Regions from separate parts of the Mus musculus genome. Here all the other regions are linked to region 2. The links are chromatin contacts, called in public Hi-C and HiChIP or PLAC-seq maps. All regions are on one chromosome and are shown on one strand. The core of a region is the stretch at or near the end of the contact, and the rest is flanking DNA. Distances in the headings are between cores, read along the strand shown.

The links. HiChIP or PLAC-seq counts read pairs in DNA pulled down with a chosen protein or histone mark. Hi-C and Micro-C count contacts between places; a contact is called where the count stands out from the background.
Region 1: a contact with region 2 is called in a RAD21 HiChIP or PLAC-seq map of pro-B cells, with 15 times the contacts expected there. The contact joins two enhancer-like sites. A contact is called at or near these places in 1 of 15 datasets of contacts at CTCF or cohesin (pro-B cells) and 4 of 115 datasets of contacts at active chromatin or transcription factors (T-cell acute lymphoblastic leukemia, acute myeloid leukemia, double positive thymocytes and 1 more).
Region 3: a Hi-C map of Th1 cells shows a contact between it and region 2, with 6 times the contacts expected there. The contact joins two enhancer-like sites. A contact is called at or near these places in 1 of 15 datasets of contacts at CTCF or cohesin (pro-B cells), 4 of 484 Hi-C or Micro-C datasets (CD4 T cells, the N1E-115 cell line and Th1 cells), 2 of 115 datasets of contacts at active chromatin or transcription factors (DN3 thymocytes and T-cell acute lymphoblastic leukemia) and 1 of 9 other capture datasets (embryonic tail).

The regions. Positions count from the first base shown.
Region 1 is chr4:7,748,732-7,751,431 of GRCm38.p6, reverse strand. No RefSeq gene overlaps it. Among named protein-coding and RNA genes, the nearest start is that of Gm23860, 71 kb to the left of the region's middle. Within about 2 kb of position 1,266, at least 12 of the 459 cell types and tissues checked have an H3K27ac peak or open chromatin away from gene starts, as enhancers often do. A contact at or near this core is called in pro-B cells, where this site is marked.
Region 2 is chr4:6,900,819-6,903,539 of GRCm38.p6, reverse strand. All of the region lies in intron 1 of Tox (thymocyte selection-associated high mobility group box), which reads left to right. Among named protein-coding and RNA genes, the nearest start is that of Tox, 89 kb to the left of the region's middle. Within about 2 kb of position 1,264, at least 45 of the 459 cell types and tissues checked have an H3K27ac peak or open chromatin away from gene starts, as enhancers often do. A contact at or near this core is called in Th1 cells and pro-B cells, where this site is marked.
Region 3 is chr4:7,686,055-7,688,950 of GRCm38.p6, reverse strand. No RefSeq gene overlaps it. Among named protein-coding and RNA genes, the nearest start is that of Gm33752, 39 kb to the right of the region's middle. Within about 2 kb of position 1,525, at least 15 of the 459 cell types and tissues checked have an H3K27ac peak or open chromatin away from gene starts, as enhancers often do. A contact at or near this core is called in Th1 cells, where this site is marked.

The DNA of each region.
Region 1 (2,700 bases), core at 17-2,516, 850 kb before region 2:
TTCTAACTTTATAATTTGTGGTCATCTTAGACCACTCAGGGCCACAGTGATAGTTTCTATTTGTGCACACACTGTGTGTGCTCTGAATTTCTCAGCTACTTGGCCATGTTTTCTCTTTTGCCTCCAAAAGCAATCGTCTTAAAATTTTTGTCAATCAAGTATGCACTTCCTTGGTAACAAATTTTTGTCTTCTGTGTATATTCTACACTGTGCTTACTGTGATATGTTTGTGGTCCCTGTTTGTTTGTTTGTTTTATGGAATAACCACAGATTGGAAAAACAAAGGGGTCTAGCATGAGATTTTGCAACAGTGGGTTCATTATCTATAATATACTCTATTTTTCAAACTCTCATATATCCTTAAGTCTACCAGAACTATACGGGAACAAAAATGATTTTTTTCCTTTCATTCTTCATGAAGTCTTATCTAGGACTGTCTGTAACAAAAGATAGATTAATAGGAGAAAAAACACTTGAATATTTTGTAACCTCTTGTGCACATGAGAGAAATCAGTAAATCTTTAGAGTTAAAAAAATGGTTTGATATTAGGCTTAAATATTGTTCTTGGTAAGAAGAAAGTCTGTGGGGAGAGGCTCTGTTATGATGCAATCATCATGCTGTAAAGATTCAAGTCGGTGCCTTCTTCATCACCTTGTTTGGAAGAAGGCTCAGGGCTAATCATCCAGCGTGCAGCAAGTCCCTGTAGTTAATACGCAGTAGTATAAAGGCATGTGTCCTGATCTTGTCATGTCTTTTCCCTTCATGATAGTGGTTTCTTTATAGATGTAAAACAGAATCTCTTTTGTATTTGCACTTTCCAAAATCAGATCAAAATAATTCTTACACCAGTGAAGGCTATTTAAAGACACAGAAATAAATTATAAATTATATACTATATATTATTGCCTCCTTCCTTCCTTCTTCCCTTCCCATCTCTGTCTTTGGCAACCAAGGTCACAAGCAGTAGGGATCCCAAGATGATTTTCTTAGTCAGCAGTCTTGTTAGTAACCTGGAGATTTTCCTTCATATGCCTGCAAATGTGTGGACTCCAGTGTTCAGTCCCCATGCTGCATCAGTACTACTGGTATGCACCATTTCACCATGTAGTTCCTCTTTTCTTTTTTCACTTTCTATTTTTGTAGTTGTTGTTGTTGTTTTGATATTTGGTTATTTTTTAAATTTATATATCAAGTGTTAGCTCCCTTCCCAGTTTCCCCTCCTCAAACCCCCTATCTCCTCTCCTTCCACTCTGCTTCTTTGAGAGTGCCCTCCACACTCTTGCCTCACCTCTCTAGCATTCCTCTATACTGAGGCGTCCAACCTTCACAGGACCAAGGATCTCCCCTCCCTTTGATGCCAGATAAGGCAATCCTCTGCTACATATGCAGCTGGAGCCATGGGTGTCTCTGTGTGTACTCTTTGGTTGTTGGTTTAGCCCCTGGGAGTTCTGGGGGATCTGCTTGGTTGATAAACGGCTCCTTCAGCATTTTTCCTATCTCTTCTTTTATTTATTTATTTATTTATTTATTTATTTATTTGGTATTTTCTTCATTTACATTTTCAATGCTATCACAAAATCCCCCATATGCCCCCCCCACTCCCCTATACTCCCACTCCCACTTCTTGGCCCTGGTGTTCCCCTGTACTGAGGCATATAAAGTTTGCAAGACCAATGGGCCTCTCCTCTGATGGCTGACGATGTCATCTTCTGATACATATACAGCTAGAGACATGAGCTCCAGGGGGTACTGGTTAGTTCAAAATGTTGTTCCACCTATAGGATTGCAGACCCCTTTACCTCCTTGGGTACTTTCTTTAGCTCCTCCATTGGTGGCCCTATGATCCATCCAATAGCTGACTATGAGCATACACTTCTGTGTTTGCTAGGCCCCAGCTTAGCCTCACAAGAGACAGCTATATCAGAGTCCTTTCAGCAAAATATTGCTTGTGTATGCAATGGTGTCAGCGTTTGGAGGCTGATTATGGGATGGAGTCTCTAAATGGTCCATCCTTTCGTCTCAGCTCCAAACTTTGTCTCTGTAACTCATTCCATGAGTGTTTTGTTCCCAATTCTAAGAAGGGGCAAAGTGTTCACACATTGGTCTTCGTTCTTCTTGAGTTTGATGTGTTTTGAAAATTGTATCTTGTATCTTGGGTATCTTACGTTTCTGGGCTAATATCCACTTATCAATGAGTACGTATCATGTGAGTTCTTTTGTGATTGGGTTACCTCACTCAGAATGATGCCCTCCAGGTCCATCCATTTGCTTAGGAATTTCATAAATTCATTCTTTTTAATAGCTGAGTAATACTCCATTGTGTAAATGTACCATATTATCTGTATCCATTCCTCTATTAAGGGGCATCTGGGTTCTTTCCAGCTTCTAGCTATTATCAATAAGGCTGCTATGAACATAGTGGAGCATGTGTCCTTCTTACCGGTTGGAACATCTTCTGGGTATATGCCCAGGAGAGGTATTGCAGGATCCTCCGGTAGTACTATGTCCAGTCTGAGGAACTGCCTGACTGATTTCCAGAGTGGTTGTAAAAGCTTGCAATCCCACCAACAATGGAGGAGTGTTTCTCTTTCTCCACATCCTTGCCAGTATCTGCTGTCACCTGAATTTTTGATCTTAGCCAATCTGACTGGTGTGAGGTGGAATCTTAGGGTTGTTTTGATTTGCATTTCCCTGATGAT
Region 2 (2,721 bases), core at 15-2,514:
AATCTCTTGACCAGGCAGGTTGGAAATGCAGAACTCTGAAAATAATACAGCAGCGATATTTTATAGACCTTTCGATGTGAAAAAGCTTATGGTCCAAATTCATATCACTGAGAGAAGTGAATGAGAGCTTACTATTCATGTAGGCAAAGAATGCATCCTGCTGAGAAAATTAATCAGGATTTACCTAAGTAAAAATTATAAACAGAAGTCTCAGGAGTCGTTGATAGGTTACAATATCTAGTTGAATCAATCCTGCACAAACTACACAGGATGATCTGTTTCTTTAAAAAATGCTCAGTGGTGTAAAAAGGAATAAAATTACATTTGTTTTTGGTCCTGAGTGGTTACAGTAGGATTATTGACTACCCTGTAATTCAATGCCCCATTTAACGAGAATGATATTAATTATGAGCACATTATTTTAAAAATTTCCAAAGCAGATTCTTTTGTGTCCACAGTGTGAAAACTCAGTGTCTGCCCATAGTCAGAGTTAGCTCTCCCTACAGTCCAGGGCAGCATGGAGGGGAGGCCAGCAAGTGGTTTGTGTGCATCTGGACCTTTCGGTGTCACTCAGGAAGCCTGGAAAATCTTTCAGCAAAAATGCTCATGCCATTTACCTCAGCATGACCTCACAGGCCCAGCATCTTGAGTCTGTCCAAGGATGTTTTATCCACAGCGCAGCCCACCTTGAAAGTTGTTATTCTAGAATATTCTTTATCCTAGAGTGAAATGTGAGGGCTCTTCTGCGTCACCGAACCCAAGGGTTAAGGTCAAGGGTAAGGGCAGAAAGGGAGATCCTTCCAACGCCTGCCCTGCCTTCCTATGCAGGTGCTTCAGATGTTTTCTCTTCACTTAGACCCTTGTCCATGAAACTGACTCAGCTTCTCTGAGGAGCATGTGAGGCTGCCATTCAAGGACATCTGACAACTGCAGTTTTCCTTGGAACATCACCATGTTAGTTGTTAGAACAATTTCAACGGACTACGTGGCGTTATGAGTTCACACAGTCTTGACTTGCAACTTATGGTCTTAGAGAAAATTTTTAAAAATTTAGATTACTTGAAAACCTTTCGAAACTGAAGCTTTTATGCCACTAGGGAGTGCAAAGCAGTCAGGTGTGCTTAGCCTTTATGCCATGGTTGTTGGTACAATCGAGAACGCACACTCTCTCTTTTTCTTTTTGAGTGGAACACATGAAGGAAAGCAGTTGCGAGAGACGGAAACCAACTCTTTTTCCATTCACCTTATTATTGAGCTGTGGTTTCCCAGCTTCCGTTTCTGTTATCAGAAGATCTGAAGCAAAGCTTCAGTTATGCAGAGAGAATGAGTTAACATCTAATCAAGTAGGAAAATAGCTTTAAACACCTGCTCCGAATTTGTAATATAATATTCAGAATAATATGACCTGGTAAATTACAGTTTAAAACCAGTGTAAGAAGCATGTCCTATTATAATGTCCATCAGGCATTTAATACCATTGTTCTTGTTTATTTCGTTTACTTAAGTTATAAAGAGTGTGTCTCATTCTTCTGAGAAATCTAGCATCTAACAGGTGTTTAATAACAGCATGCCTCTATGAAAATTATCTCAAGGGCACCCTTAGCAAAGGAGAGCAAGTCATTAAATACTAGTTTTAAAGTGACCTCAAAGCTTTACAATTAAGCAGCAAAGCTCACTTGTTATGCCTGTCTCCCTCTAGGGGATGATATGGTGCCAGGGACAGTGTGTTGGTGTTTTGAGAGACACTGGAGAAAGACAAAGAAAGGCAAATTTCTTAGGGTAGTATGCAAGCTGAAGAGAGAGAGGGAGGGAGAAGGGAGGGAGAGAGAGATATTAAGACAGAGAGAGATAGAGAGACAAAGAGAGATGGAGAAGGAGAGAGAAGAAGGGGAAGTGAAGGAGGAGTGAGATCAAAGTACAGTGTGCATGGACATGGCCTTTCCAAATTCATTTATTTCCAAACACAGTAGTATGAGTCTCTAACCGCCTCAGTGTGATAGCAGCAGATGTTCATTGCAACTACTGCAGAAAGCAGTGACTGTAGTGGAAAGGTGCTGGTCCCCAGCAGCCTGATGGAGGTATCACGCCTCCCAGAGGTAAAAAGAAAAATGGACTCTTAAAGGAAAGAAGTCTGCCTTTCTCATGGAGGTGATTGTAGCTGTGAACAGTAAAGAAGCAATATAGACACCCTCAACAGTGTATTATCCTTCATGATAATCGAGGGGGCAGCTAATGATTTGAGTGGGAGAGTGACTCAGAAGTCTACCAGACTCACACTCTACTAAGCTGTAGGAGTCTCTTATTGAAAATCTGCATCTTAGGCAGGTAAAGAAAATAGAAAGGAATCATAGTAAAAATAATTTATTCATATATACATAGACTATTTTGTTGCACGAGCTTAAATTGCCTTTTCCACAGCAACCAGTTTGGATCCAATTGAATACAATAAATGTCTTGTGACAGTGCTTGCATTTTTGCTTTGTGATTTCGGGCAAATGCAGAAAGATTACTGATGCATTCCTAGTCCAGAAATATGGTCTCTATTGATTGCGTTGACATGATAAATAGCAGTTTTACATGTTAATATTTATTCAGAGATGCTATTGCATCTATTATGAGCGTAAGTGCTTATAGAACCATTTATTGACATTCATTTTTAGTTGAGCCTAAGTTATCATTAGTGGTCTTTCCATAAATAGGCATTTGACACTTGAATATATT
Region 3 (2,896 bases), core at 276-2,775, 790 kb before region 2:
ATACAGGAGGAAAAAATCTGTTTTATATTCTTTTTGCCACACAGCTGTAAACAACCATTTTCGTTCCACTTACAAAATGAGGAACATAGCAAAATGTTTGTGTTTTAGTACTTTCAACATCTCTGAGTCATTGAGTTCCATTTGCTTATTGGTGGAAAGCATAAGCAGAATATTTTATTCCCACACTTATTTATACAGCACACATATAAGGCCTGTTTTGACCTTGAGTCATATGCAGAGAATTGCCATTTCTCTGGTTACTATTGCCAAATGGTTGTGAAAGTTATCTGTGTGGCCAGCCCTCCCAAGCGAGCTCTTAGGTTTTGGTTTTGCTGCTGCAACAGTACCACTAACGGGGCAATTTTTACGAAATGAAAGTTTAGTTGGTTCTCAATTCAGGAGGATGCAAAGTTTAAGTTCAAATTGCTGGCACCTGGTGAGATACTCCTTGCTGCTTTATTATCTGGGAGAGGGCATAGAAGGTGAGAACATAAAAGTTGGGGTTTCTTTCTTCTGGTAGATCTAATAATCCTATCATGGATACTTCATACTCAGGATCTTATGTAATATTTTTAATCCCAAAGGCCTCACTTTAAAAAACCACCAATACGTGAATGTGTAGATTGAGTTTCAAACAAGCATAAGAACTTTGGAGATATATTCAAAATGTAGTGATCTCCGAGGAAGCTTTGAATTCATATAATCTGCACACACTAAGGAAATGGACAACCAATAACTGGCCCAACTGGAGACCCATACCATGGACAAGCACCAATCTCTGACACTATTAATGATACTCTATTATGCTTGTTGACAGAAGCATGTTGTCCTTTGAGAGCCTCCACCTAAAAGCCGACTCAGACAAATACAGATTCCCACAGCCAAATACTGGATAGAGCTTTGGGGGTCTTATGAAAGAATATGGGAAAAGATTGTGGGCCCTGAAGGGGACAGGAATTTCACAGGAAGATCAACAAAACCAACTAACCTGGATTCTTGGAAATCTCAGATTCTGAACCACCAACCAAAGAACATACACAGGCTGGACCTAGGCCTTCGCACACGTATGTAGCAGATGTACAGCTTGGTCCGTGTGTGGGTCCCAAACAACTGAAACAGAGGCTATTCCGAAAGGTATAGCCTGTATGTGGGATATGTTCTTCTTGTTGGGCTACCTTGTCTGGCTTCAACAGGAGAGGAAACACCTAGCATCACAGAGATTTAATGTGCCAGAGTGGGAGGATGCCTGGGCAGGGGGCACACACTCATAAGAGAAGGGGAGAGGGTATGAGAAAGGATTGTGGCAGGGGGTGACCAGGAGGGGGACAGTGAATGGGAAATAAAATGGATGATGAAGAAGAAGATGATGATATTAAAATAAAAATTCTGCTCATAAAGTTAGTTAGAAAGATCCTTGTGCTCCAGGCACACACAGTTCTATTTCCTACCACCTCTCCTACCAACTGTTTTCATAACCTCAGGGCTAATGCAGAGAGGTACCAGGGTGTGGCAGGCTGTACCAATGAAAGCTCAATGAAAAGACAAAGGAATCAAAGCCAGAACTGACAGGGGACAGCATGAAAGCTGTAGTTACACCTGCCAAGCTGGGGAGTATAGGCATCTTAACTCGACTGTCTCCCACAGGAATGCAGAATACTGTTCACATTTTCTGAAGAGAAAGAACAGCTTCCACTTGCCTGTGCTTCAGTCTCCTCCAACAGAAGACTCTGCAACCAGAAAAGAAGATCCAGTCTTTTTTGTAAGTCTCTGACTGACCTAATGTGTGGTGAGCTTGATACCACAGAGGGACCTTCTTTAACAGATCCTTAAATTTCAGGTCTGGAATTTGACACTTTCCAATGACATATTTCAACCTGTTCACCAAGTAGACAGAAAATCAGCTTTTAGACTGTTGGTGCCAGGTTGGTGATACCAAGTTTGGCTTCCTTCTGAAGGCTTTAGGACCAATTTCATGCCTATCATGTGAGTGGATTTTCACTGCCTTTCCTGCCCTTATCCATTTCACAGACTTGCAAAAGTGTTCCAGGTTACTGAAGTCCTGTAAGCATGGTCAGGACATGGTAAGTACATAGAGGTCTTTCCCACCGTGTATAATGGAACACTTGGCAAAAACACTTTTGTGGTGATTTATGTCCCATCACATTTTTTTCTTTTGCAAACAAGTATAGTTTTCAAAATGAGAGATGAGTTACATTAATTGGACTATCATTCTTCAAAATATGTAGAAAAAAGGCAAAATTACTGCTAACATTCAAATAATATGAATAAGGACATAAGAAACACCTTAGTCAATTGGCTTACGGAAATACATCCAAATCTTCACCATTTTAGATAGCACGCCTAATTTTATTCTATTATATAGTCTTAAACTTCTGTAATATATTTGTCTTATTACAGGTTGTGTTGTTATAGCACAACTCCTAGGGCTTAATCAGCCAACATTTCTGCATGTTTCAAAGCATTCCTTTGTCATCTGTTGCTTCTGGAGAGGCTGCATGCTAGCTTCATCACATTGCTCTAGATGCTAGCAGAAAAGAAAAAAAAAACATAAACACACTTTAAAAGGGAGAATTAGAACTGGGCAAGTTCTTTTTGTAAACTTCAGTTCTGGGGACCAACTCCTTGTGTAAACTGACTTCATTAACCCTTCCTAAAGGACATGCTTTCTGGACCACTCAACATCCTCCTTTTCGTCCCCTCCTCTTAATCCTCTTTCTGCTCTTTCATCTTCCACTCCTTGGAAGTGAGCTAGATGCTTACACATTCAAGTAGACTTCCCCTTCTACATCCTCAGCCTAAGGCCTAACTTCTTAAAAGTGTATTATTGCTCAAAACTTACATGACACATGAAACTTCACTATAATACAAGTACTAC